2 separate regions of the Zea mays genome follow, and region 1 is linked to region 2. The links are chromatin contacts, called in public Hi-C maps. All regions are on one chromosome and are shown on one strand. The core of a region is the stretch at or near the end of the contact, and the rest is flanking DNA. Distances in the headings are between cores, read along the strand shown.

Region 1 (5,553 bases), core at 2,124-4,623, 150 kb before region 2:
AATTGAGCGAGCGGACGGTCCAGACAGTCCGCGCCTAAAGACCGAACGGTCCGCGCATGCGCAGAGCAGTTTAGGGTTCCGAGTTTTGTGCTATGTTTGTTAGCTAGATTTGCGGAATTAGCTCGGAATCCAGTCGTGTAAAGGGTCCAGCCCCCCTCCTCTATAAAAAGAGAGGTCTACGGCCGATTTGTAATCATCAATCGAATCAATACAACTTCTATTCGCATTTATTTCCAGTACAATTAGGAGTAGTTCTAGTCTAGTTCTAGTTTAGCCTCTCGATCCCCAAATTCTCCGCCTCTCCTCGACTCTACGTCGATTAGAGGAGTCTAGGTCGGCCGGCCCGAGCCTAGACAACCCCTAGGATCTCTCCTCCCCGACGGGGTCCCTCCCCGGGAGCGAGATCCAGGCGCCGCCGGCGATCTTCCGCCGCCACTGCGCACGCGCGGACCGTCCGGCCCCAGGGCGCGGACCGTCCGGCCGTCAGGCAGGAAACCTTAGCCCCTGCGCCAGGTCGCGGACCGTCCGGCCCCAGGCCGCGGACCGTCCGCGCCTGACCAGAGAGCACCGCCGCCGGTTCTTCTTGAGTATTTGGCGCTCCGAAAAAGTGTCAACAGTATTAGTATATGATTAGCATAATTTAAGGCATACTGATATATTTCAAAGTAAATTAAGCCTCAATATGGTGAAAATATGTATTATACAATCGATTCAGGCAAAATAAAAATTATCTTAGTGATTGTTTCCTCTTTCAGTTTGATTCAACATATCCTAGTACAACCAAACAAACAAACGCTCCACTCAGCCTGATCTTTTTGATTCAATGAACCAAATAAGTTTTCCGCATGTCCCTGCCAGCCAGCTAGGCTCTACTCGGCAGCGACCTAAATAGGCAATGACTTTCTTTGGCTCCCAAACTTATGAAAATTAAACAAATATGACCTTAAATAAGTGTGGCATGGTTAACATGTGGTGTGGTAACCTTGCTAGGGTGAGGTCAAATTTGAAAAACTGCTGTGAATAACTCTTGAGCACAAGAGACGAAGAAGGATAAACATATTGGCAGAAGCTACAACTATCCACTTTGAGTACACTCTCTGCTCAAGAATGGCTATAAAGCCTACAAAGAGTCAGTACCATTGTTTCTTTGAATGTGGAGGTTGTTTCAACTCCATTGTATACGGAATGCTATAAAGGCACACTGGATAAAAGGCTTATCAGTAATTATTCCAATGGTTACCAGCTCCACGGCTAAAATGGTTACTCAGCTGGTTTACTTGTTGCATGTTTGCAGGCTACTCCATGGCCCTGTTGCCTTGTCATCTCATTGCCAGCAACAAGGAAGTAAGCAGTGTGCCTTGAAAAAGAAAACAAATGAAAGTGTCGGCAAAACTGTTGGTTAATTGTGAATTGTGATACCAAAAAAAAAAGGGGAAAGTTAAGTCGTAATGCAGACCTAAAGAAGTTCATCATTTTCGTTTTTGAGTCCACATCTATGCTTTCAGTTGCGTCCAAAGCTTGTTGCATGTGGTGTAGCCACCGCTCTGCAGCTCGGTGGGTAACCAAGAATGGTCGGTGTCGTCCTATAAGGGCAGGGTGTCCTGCAAGAAAAACCAGACAACTTGGGCTTACGAGTCCAAATTATCTTGAGAGTAATGGATAGAAAACACAAAGTACAAAAGCATAGGTACTATCACTACATAATGATAGCCACAACTAAAATGGCCCAGAAACAATAGTGGCATCGCACATGAAGATACTCGTTTCTTCAATCATTTTGGGCAGACCATCTAGCCAGACATGCAAAAAAAACAGCAGAAATGGTCAAATGAATCTTTTTCACTCTATTAGTGACTACAGAATACAAAAGCAACCTCAATCGAGAATTACAAGTTATACTAGTGAATTAGGTGGTTCAGGTTAGGGTAAAGTCAGTCCCCTGATCAAAGCAAGCAATAATTGAAATGAAAATATTCACTCCCCTTGGGCCAACTGATGAACAAACGGACCGACAAATGCGAAGAACAATATACTCTCTTCGTTCCAAATTATAAGACGTTTTGATTTTTCAAGATACATAGCTTTTGCATGCACTTAGATATACGTTATGTCTAGATACATAGCAAAAGTAATATATTTAGACAAGCGAAAACATCTTAGAATTTGAAATGGAGGGAGTATCATTCTTGTATACTCTCAGGTAAGGCATGAATCACTCAAACAAATATTGCTGATAGTGATAACTATATGTTTAAAGAACTGAATCAATACAAGTGCCACGGAGGTATGCTGCTGGTTAACATAAACGAACCAACAAGGCTGCAGACAGTCAAAAGAAAAAAAAAACTTAACGAGAAATTTAAACAGGGGCTGAATCACCACATGCCCATTTATCCCCTAGAAGTTAGGCTTAGCTAGGATGCGTTAGTCTCAACTTAGCTTTCATATGGCAATCAGTTTCGTATTTTCTTTTCGAACTAACCGGCACAAGAGTGCCAATTTCATTAATATTGAAGAGTTACAGTTACAGGCCCCAGCAGGGAACAAAATGCTCACTCTAGACCTGTTAGCTGTTATAGCGCCATCCGTAATGAAACACAGCAGTAGCAACTCCAATAATAACTAATGCATTAGCAGGGAGTATGACTAGTAAACATGTGCAATTGCAGAATATGTAAAACGAAAACCATGAATAGTCCCCAATCTGTAAATCATCTAAACTTGAACATTACAGGTTTCAGGAACATGAGTGGCAGTGCCCAAGGACACCAAATCAGATTTTCTTCCCTGCTTCCACACTAAGCGGCTAAGACCAAACTATATAACAGCATTGATCCCTTATTTCCTCCCCTAATTTAAGTCCCGCAGGCCACAGGTCAAAGACGAAGAAACACGGGCTACTTTACCTCTCCTCTGGGAGAATAGAGGTGGGCCGCCCATGCGCTGGATCAGGAACTCATACTGGTTCTGGATGGCATCCTCCTTCTTCGACCCCCCGAATATCTCCCGAAACCACTCCTCTTCGTCCTCATAAACCCTATAAAATCCAACCAATCAAGACACGGCCATGAAACAAGAAATTCAACAGGAGACGGACGAAAACATTCTAGATCGGAATGGTTCAACGCAGACGAGAACAAGAGAGGGACAGGTAGCCGATGGACGGACCTGGTGTAGAAATTGGTGGAGAGGTCGACGAATGGCTGCGGAGTGCCGCCGAGGTACTCGAATATGTTGACGTCGTCGATGGCAAAGGCATCGGCGGCCGCCACCCCGCTCCACTCCGACGCCTTGTCCTGCAGCGACTGCATCCCGACGTTGCGTCCGGCCTCCCAAACCACCCGTGCCCGAGCAGCAGCGCTTGTTGGCTGAGTTGACTGACTTTTGCCGGGACCGCAGTGAGCCAGTGAAGGAAGGGATATGTGTGCGCCGTGCGCGTGTGGCTCACGCGACGCGCTACCGGCTTTATACCGGCCAATCGGGTGGCGAGCACGAGTTGCCGGGGTTAGGGCCCAGGTGTCGGTGAGCGAGGTGAGCCTGCGTGATGGAATGGTGATGTCGACGTGGTATGTCACGAATGATGACATTTGCTACGACTCATGGATAAACGGATTAGACAAAAGACGCCCGCGGTTTTGCTTTCGCTGTAATTTTTTTATATGTATATTTGGGAGAGATTCATTTTAAGAATTTAGATTTGTTGCAGCCTTTTATGTCGTCCACTCCTGTACTGGTGGTAGTTATTTCTGACAGCTCTTTAGGATCATATATTGTCCCCACAGACCAACACAGGTTTTTTGTGCGCATTTTGTCATCACTCATACGCACCCGAGAAAACTTATCGTTCGGTCACCTATCCTAAATTACTCCAAGATAAGCACGCTTAACTTGGAGGTTTTTCGAGATAGGCTTTCGAAAAAAATGCACCTTATTAGTATGGATACTCTATTAATTCTATTAAGTCTTGGGTCATGATATCACCATCCACTGGGCCAGGATATCACATTTTCTATCTAAACATGTTCAACTCCACGAGTTCTAGTTTTGAAAAATAAAAGTGAAGGCCAGTTTTATAAAATTTTCGAAGCTCCTCAAAGGGTGTTTTAAAAACAATGTTCTCATACCCTCGTCATGAAGTTGGAGGTAAATTACCCACCATGCTCGTAACGCTTTGCTTCTATTCATGATCGCTTCCATGTTTCTTCCCTGTTTCACGATCTCTTCTCGTAGCTTTCCCCTGTCACGATCTCTTCCCGTACCCTGTCTTCTTCCTTGTTTCGCCATGGACGGAGATGGTGACAGCAACCAACAGGAGGCCCCTACATTTTGCACCCAGGAGATGGATCTAGTCCTCTTCTACTGAGGTGTCCCCATCGGGCGAGGAAATCCCTTTGCCTCCACCGTTGGTGGACACGCACCCGCCACCGCAGGTCTTGGCCGGGGTGCCTCCGTCGTTTGTGAACACACACCCACCACCGTGGGGCATGGCCGCCACAGGCAAGGCAGCCACCACCATAGGCCACACAACCACCACCAAAGGCCACACAATCACCACATTGGGGCTTGGCTGGGTCGCCGCCGCCGCAGGCCATGCATCTGCGACCATGGAACTTGGCTAGGGTGCCATCGCGATGGGCCACGTACGTAGCCTCCATCGCGAGTCACACAGCTAGTACCGCGGGGCTTGGCCAAGGCTTCGCCACCACAAGCCACGTAGTCGCAACTACATGCCAAGCAGCTGCCACTATCGCAGTCATGATTATCGGTCTTCCTCAAGGCACCTACCACAACTCCAACCATTTGATGTGACTGACGACCAATTCTACGACCTTTACATGAATGGAGATTAGTCGTTTTTGTGTCTGTGGTCATGGCCGAGGGTGTTCTAGTGGGTATACGTGTCCATGCCAGGCTCCATCAGTTGTTGCTCGGGTCCGAGGACGTGGTCATGGTCGTGGCGTGAATACAAGTTTAGAAGGTGAAGAAGAAAGCAACCAAGCAACAAGAGCAACAAAAGAAACACAACTCACCCTCTCTCAAGTCATTAAACACTTAAGATCACTTGACTTGATTTTAGAACTTGGAGAGGATTTGAGACTTTGAATGTGGCTTTGGAGTGTATTCTTTGCTCTTATATTGAATGAAGAGAGTGGGATGCTTGGATGGCTTGAATGGTGGTGGTTGTGGGTATTTATAGCCCCAACCACTATTCTAGCCGTTGGCTGACTGCTCTATCAATGGGCACACCGGACAGTCCAGTGGTGCACCAGACACTCCATTGTTCACTATCCGATGAGTGCCACGTCAGCCGACCGTTGGGGTTTGGAGCAGTTGACCATTGAAGTCGTATGTCCTTTTGCTTCACCGGACAGTCCGGTACGACCTGTCGTCGTAGACTGTCTCCTAACTTCTGACGCTTCAGACTGCGCGTGCAGTCGCACAGTCGACCGTTGGGCGAAGTTGACTATTGCTCTGTGGTCTCACCGGACAGTCCGGTGAATTTTAGTGGACGAGTGTCGAGAATTCCCGAGAGCGGCCAGTTCACAGAGAGCT
Region 2 (5,955 bases), core at 3,437-5,936:
TAGACATTCAGTATCACTTTTTGAGGGATCACCAATAAAGGGGGGATATCGAGATAGCTTATGTTAGCACCAAAGAACAATTAGCCGATATCTTTACCAAACCATTAGATGAAAAAACCTTTAGCAAACTTAGGAATGAGCTAAACATTCTTGATTCTCAGAATTTTGATTGAAACATTGCACACATAGCTCATTTATATACCTTTGATCATATCCCTTTTATGTCTACGACTAATGTGTTTTCAAGTATATTTCTATACTAAGTCATAGATTGAAAGGGAAATAGAGTCTTCGGCGAAGACAAGGCTTCCACTCCACTCTATCGGTATCATTTACCCTTTGTCGTCACTCCACACCACTCTTTGATTGGTATAATCTTCACTCATATTTACTTGTACCAATGGGGGAGAAAGTAAAAAGGGCTCACAAAGTCTCCGTTTTGGCGATTAATGCCAAAGGGGGAGAGAGTATTAGCCCAAAGCAAAAGGACTGCACCACCACCTAATTTCAAAATTTTTGAAATAAAGTTTTCAATTGGTATCTTGTAATCATTTTTAATTGATATATTTCAAATTGGTATGATTTTCAATTGATATATTTTCAAAACTAGCATCTAAAATATATATTTCCAATTGATATCTATTAAAACCCTCTTGAAAACTAAGAGGAGAATTTCATTCAGGGGGAGTTTTGTTTAAGTCAAAGGAAAAGCATTTGAAATAGGGGAGAAAATCTCAAATCTTGAAAATGCTTCTCGAATTCTTATTCATATACCTTTGACTATTTGCAAAAAGACTTTGAAAAGATTTTCCAAAAGAATTTGCAAAAACAAAACAAGTGGTGCAAGCGTGGTCCAAAATGTTAAATAAAAGAAAGCAAACCATGCATATCTAGTAAAAGTATAAATTGGTTTAATTCCAAGTAACCTATGCATTTACATTATGCAAACTAGTTCAATTCTGCACTTATATATTTGCTTTGGTTTGTGTTGGCATCAATCGCCAAAGAGGGGGAGATTGAAAGGGAAATAGGGTTTAACCTTTTCCTATAAATAATTTTGGTGGTTGAATGCCCAACACAAATATTGGACTAACTAGTTTGCTCTAGATTATATATTCCACAGGTGCATAAAGGTTCAACACAAACCAATAAAAGATCAAAGTTAGGGTTCAAAAGCAAAGGAGCAAAAGAACCGAAGTGTGCCCTGGTCTGGCGCACCGGACTGTCCGGTGTGCCACCGGACAGTGTCCGGTGCACCAAGACCGTACAACTTTGAACTAGCCACCTTCGGGTTTCTCCAGCATCACTCCGCTATAATTCACCGGACTGTCCGATGTACCAAGCGGAGCAATGGCTACCAGCGCAACGGTCGACTGCAACGGACACCTGCGAACGCTACAGTGCGTGCAGAAGTCAGAGCAGCCGTCAGAGGCGCACCGGACATTGAACAGTGCTTGTCCAGTGCCACAAGAAGACATCCAACGGTCGTCTGCGCCCGAACCCTAACGGTTGGGTGACGTGGCTGGCACACCGGACAGTGTCCGGTGGTGCGCCCATCGATAGCAGCCACCCCCAACGGTTGTTTTGGTGGTTGAGGGCTATAAATACCCTCCAACCACCTCCACTTCAACCATCCAAGCATTCATCACTCTCCAGTCAATACAAGAGCAAAGTGCAACACTTCAAGACACAAATCAAAGCCACCGATCCGATCAAAGTCCCCAATTCAATTCTAGTGCATTAGGACTTGTGAGAGGATCACTTGTGTTTCTTGTTACTCTTGTTTGCTTGGCTTGGCTTTCTTTTCTTTCTCACCTCTTACTCTCAAGTGCTTTATAAGCAAGGCAAGAGACACCAATTGTGTGGTGATCCTTGCGGGGTCTAAGTGACCCGTGAGATTAAGGAAGAAGCCTCAATCGGTCTAAGTGACCGTTTGAGAGAGGGAAAGGTTGAAAGAGACCCGGTATTTGTGACCACCTCAATGGGGACTAGGTTCTTTAGAACCGAACCTCGGTAAAACAAATCACCGTGTCATCTGCTTTATTTCTTGGTTGATTTGTTTTCCCTCTCTCCCAGACTTAACATTTGTTCTAACGCTAACTCCGGCTTAAAGTGTGTTTAAAGTTATAAATTTCAGTTTCCGTCTATCCACCCCCCTCTAGGCGACTTTCAGTGAGACAACGTGATGCTAGAGCAATAGATTGCCAAAGCATGTCCTGAGAGCTACATGACCGGGGTATTTATAGGGTAGCCGGGGTTAGGTAAACCAAGTATTATAATACCTCAGCTACCAACTATATTCCCGCCATACACTTTACAATGGAGTAATTACAGGATTGCGAGTATGGGCCCCTAATTACATCAGACTTTGTACCCTTATAAGTCTCTTACAGGTGGGCCCGTTGAGAGCAGATACTTTACACGGACTGGCGAGGCACGAAGTCTGGCACCCATCATCAATGTGGGTTGCCTCCAGCCTTGCCGAGTCTTTGGGCTCTTGTTGAAAATTGGCCCCTTCGCAAATGGGCCTGCACGATTGTCTTCACCACCATCTGGAGAGGCTATGTTCTCGTGCCTTCGGCAGTATTTCTTGGCCTTCGTCTCACTTCTGCTATTGCTTTAACGGTTCGGTTACTGGATCAAGGAGGACGTTACGTTTTCGCTCCAACAAACATATTTTATAATTAATTTAATAATACTTATTTTATATCATAAATATTTTTAATATAATTTTGATCAAATTTAAAATCATTTTAAAAATAAAGAATCACATTTTTATAGACGAAAGTAAGTATTTTTTTTGCTCTTTCCGAATTTCATCTACATAACACTAAAGAAATGTGGTCGTTCACCGACCTCGGATAAAAACAATAACTTTTTGGAATACCTTTCATAATAATTTTTTTATCTTACCTTATTAATTTAAAATGATTGACAATGCTCTAGTGTCTTCTACTGTGCTAAAATTATGCTACATGAATAGTAATTTGGATTATAATTATTGATTTCGAACTTATATTTATACTCACCTAACTAATCTAACTAACAGAACACATAGATCTCTTGGTATATTTTATATTCAAATGATGGAAACCACGGTAAGCTTACGGTCACTTTGCTAGTCTCTACTATACTTAAAGCACCAGTTTTAACGGCCGTCCCGCATCATCTTTTTACAAAAAAGTCTCTACATTTTTTCTAAATCAACTCAGCGTAAAATATTAAAAAGCAGTGCCCCGGACCAGCACTACGGGCCGAGGTACGGCCCAAGCACCGCACGACGCTCGTGCCGGGTTGGCCCAGGCACTATTAAATGGGTCGTGCCTCGGGCCGACTCGCGAGACACAACCCATTTGACCATCTATACCTCCGCACGATAATGATGGACATCGCCTCAGTTGCCACCATCTCGTTCGTCATTCTATTTATTTTCTCTCTCCCCTCATGCGGTCATGCCTCCACCTCCGCGCCACCCCATTCTCGGCAGAGGGCGTAGGAGCATGCGTCTCCTCCCCGTATTCGTCCGACACCAGCCCCGGCACCGACTCGTGCAGTAGCTATTGCACGTCCACGAGGAAGTTTCACATCATGTGCGCACCATCGTTTTCGCCGTCGTCGGACGTCCAGTTCGTCTTCCCGGTCTTCGCCCTGTTCTTCCTCCCCAACCTGCTGCCCCCGCCACGGTCACAGCTACGAGCCGACCGACGCTCGTCGATGCGGGTATGGGGCGGTTCGGTCATGCTCCTAGCCTTTGTCTGTGCGTGCCGTCGAGGAGGACATGGTGGCGCATGCCACGCTTAGGTTATCTCAACGATGAGGAGTTCAGGTCTGAGATATTGGACAACCAAGGCCCGTATTGTGGCAGCAGTCGGCATATTCCTACGGAGTTGGTGGTGGTGTTGTGTCACCTCGGTGGGTCCAGGGCTGGGAAGACACTCACATTCTCTCGCCCTTCTCTGATTGACGCCTGGTGCGGGTGCCTCTCGGTTTGGAGCTGCTCCGGCTGGGCTTTTTCTCCGCTTTGCGTGCTCTCTCCCTATACATCTAGCGGTATACTACCTATGTCGCCTCCAGATGCCTAGGTCTTCGTCGTGTCTTTCTCCGGTAACGAACAGGTATGTCCGCCTCTTCCCTTCCCCTCCTGCTCTACAAAACCTTGGAAGTGAGGAAGACGAGGGATGTGTGTCTCTGATTTGCTGTCTATGGTACCCGTGCGTTCATAAAAAATATTATGCGAAGAGTGGAGACAATCAATAAAAAATCTTGAGACATTTTTAGTGGATAATTTATGTGGATATTGTTGTGAGCCGTCGCAACGCACGGGTAACCGACTAGTTTGTTGTAATTGTGGAGATGTAAACTATTTCTGTCTACAGATTTGGGAGCTTTCCATTACACGTCGGATCAGTAAAGTTATTTAAATTATTTTAGTTTTAGGGTCCAATGTAATTTCAGTAGCTTAGCAACGAGGTCATCCAAAGTCAAACACAGACCCACGATCAACTGCGAAGTCCTCGTCACGCTCTTACCCGAATCTCGAGACCCGTTTACTTCGCTAATAAACAAAAGCAACAGACCCGTTTACCCGCAAGTTCGTTCGTTACGGCACTGGTACTGTCTTCTCCTTCCCTCGCCCCTTCCCTCCACTCGCGATCTCGCGCCCTGCCCTCCCCTCGGCTCCCTCCGCCTCTCGGACAGAGGGTGAGAGGGTATTCTAACAGCCCCCATATACACCCCACCGGCGCCGGAACCTACGACGTCGCAATGGTAACTTCCTCTCGCCACCAGTATCTGCGCGCCTGCTGGTCGGTCTGTCCCGGCCTGCAGTCCGCTTCGCGAAAAACGCTAGATCCCGATGCGACCTTGTCACTTCATATCCCGCTGGACGCATTGATGCTTTCCGAGCCGAGATCCCCATTCAAATCCTTTTTTTGGTGCGTGGATCTGGGGTTCGGACATATTACATGCTATGCGTGTGCTGACTTGTGTTGTCTTCTGTGTGTTTGTTTTTATTGATCGTTGCTGGTGTGGATGATGACGCAGCCGCTCCAGTTAGAGATCAAGGTTATTTCGAGAATACCTGGCTCTTAATTTGGCAGTGTCTTTTGTTGTCACTGTTGACGTCGTTCTTCTAATGGTGACTTGTATTTTGCTTGATCAGAGGAAGCTCGCGCAGAGGTCGGAGAGGGTCAAGTCCGTGGACCTGCATCCCACGGAACCATGGTACATTTGCTGGTGCCTTTTGTGTTGGCTAATTGCTGCAATAATTTACTGTGCATAGCGTCCCGAGTGTTGGATTTCCAGAATAATGGGCTTCTGTTTGGTGCAGGATCATGTCAAGTCTTTATTCTGGCAGTGTCTGCATCTGGAACTACCAGACTCAGGTAGGAAGCCCGTATCTTTTTTTGAGTTAGTTAGATAACGCTCTAAACTTTTCACCAACTAGTTTACATGACATTTTTTGTTAGTTTCCATGAGCTCATATTTGTTACGGTTTTATCAAACACGCAGGAGGTGCATATCTTTATATTAAGGGAGTGTTTGAATGCACTAAAACTAATAGTTAGTGGCTAAAATTAGTTGAAACATCCAAACACTCTAGCTAATAGTTCAACTATTAGCTATTTTTGGTAAATTATTTAATAGTTATGTACCTATTTGTTAGCTAGCTAATTCCACCACCAATTTTTAGCCAACTAACTATTAGTTCTAGTGCATTCAAACACCTCCTAAGAGAGGGGAAAAAAGGGCAAGAGCCCATACAAAACAACATACAAACACATACAACACAACATGACCAAGAACACAGACAACACAAATTAAACACTGACCAACACGGCCCCTTGGAAAATCTGAGAAACTGCTCTTAGGGCAGCAATACCTTTAGCGCCAGCCAGCTCCCAGTTAAAACACTTCTCACAGTGCATATTTGTTATTTACAGCTTGTTTACGGAA

The links. Hi-C and Micro-C count contacts between places; a contact is called where the count stands out from the background.
Region 1: a Hi-C map of endosperm shows a contact between it and region 2, with 3 times the contacts expected there. The contact joins the promoter of LOC100284790 here to the promoter of LOC100383405 in region 2. A contact is called at or near these places in 2 of 25 Hi-C or Micro-C datasets (ear and endosperm).

Annotation. Positions count from the first base shown.
Region 1 is chr9:93,502,667-93,508,219 of Zm-B73-REFERENCE-NAM-5.0, reverse strand. It overlaps LOC100284790, which reads right to left and starts at 3,373. Exons shown (of 4, transcript NM_001291685.1): 1 at 3,169-3,373; 2 at 2,907-3,037; 3 at 1,457-1,601; 4 at 1,040-1,357. The coding sequence starts at 3,311. The coding sequence ends at 1,261.
Region 2 is chr9:93,357,980-93,363,934 of Zm-B73-REFERENCE-NAM-5.0, reverse strand. LOC100383405 (putative coatomer beta subunit family protein) reads left to right here and starts at 4,686. Exons shown (of 25, transcript NM_001362077.1): 1 at 4,686-4,767; 2 at 5,044-5,064; 3 at 5,162-5,223; 4 at 5,330-5,384. The coding sequence starts at 4,765.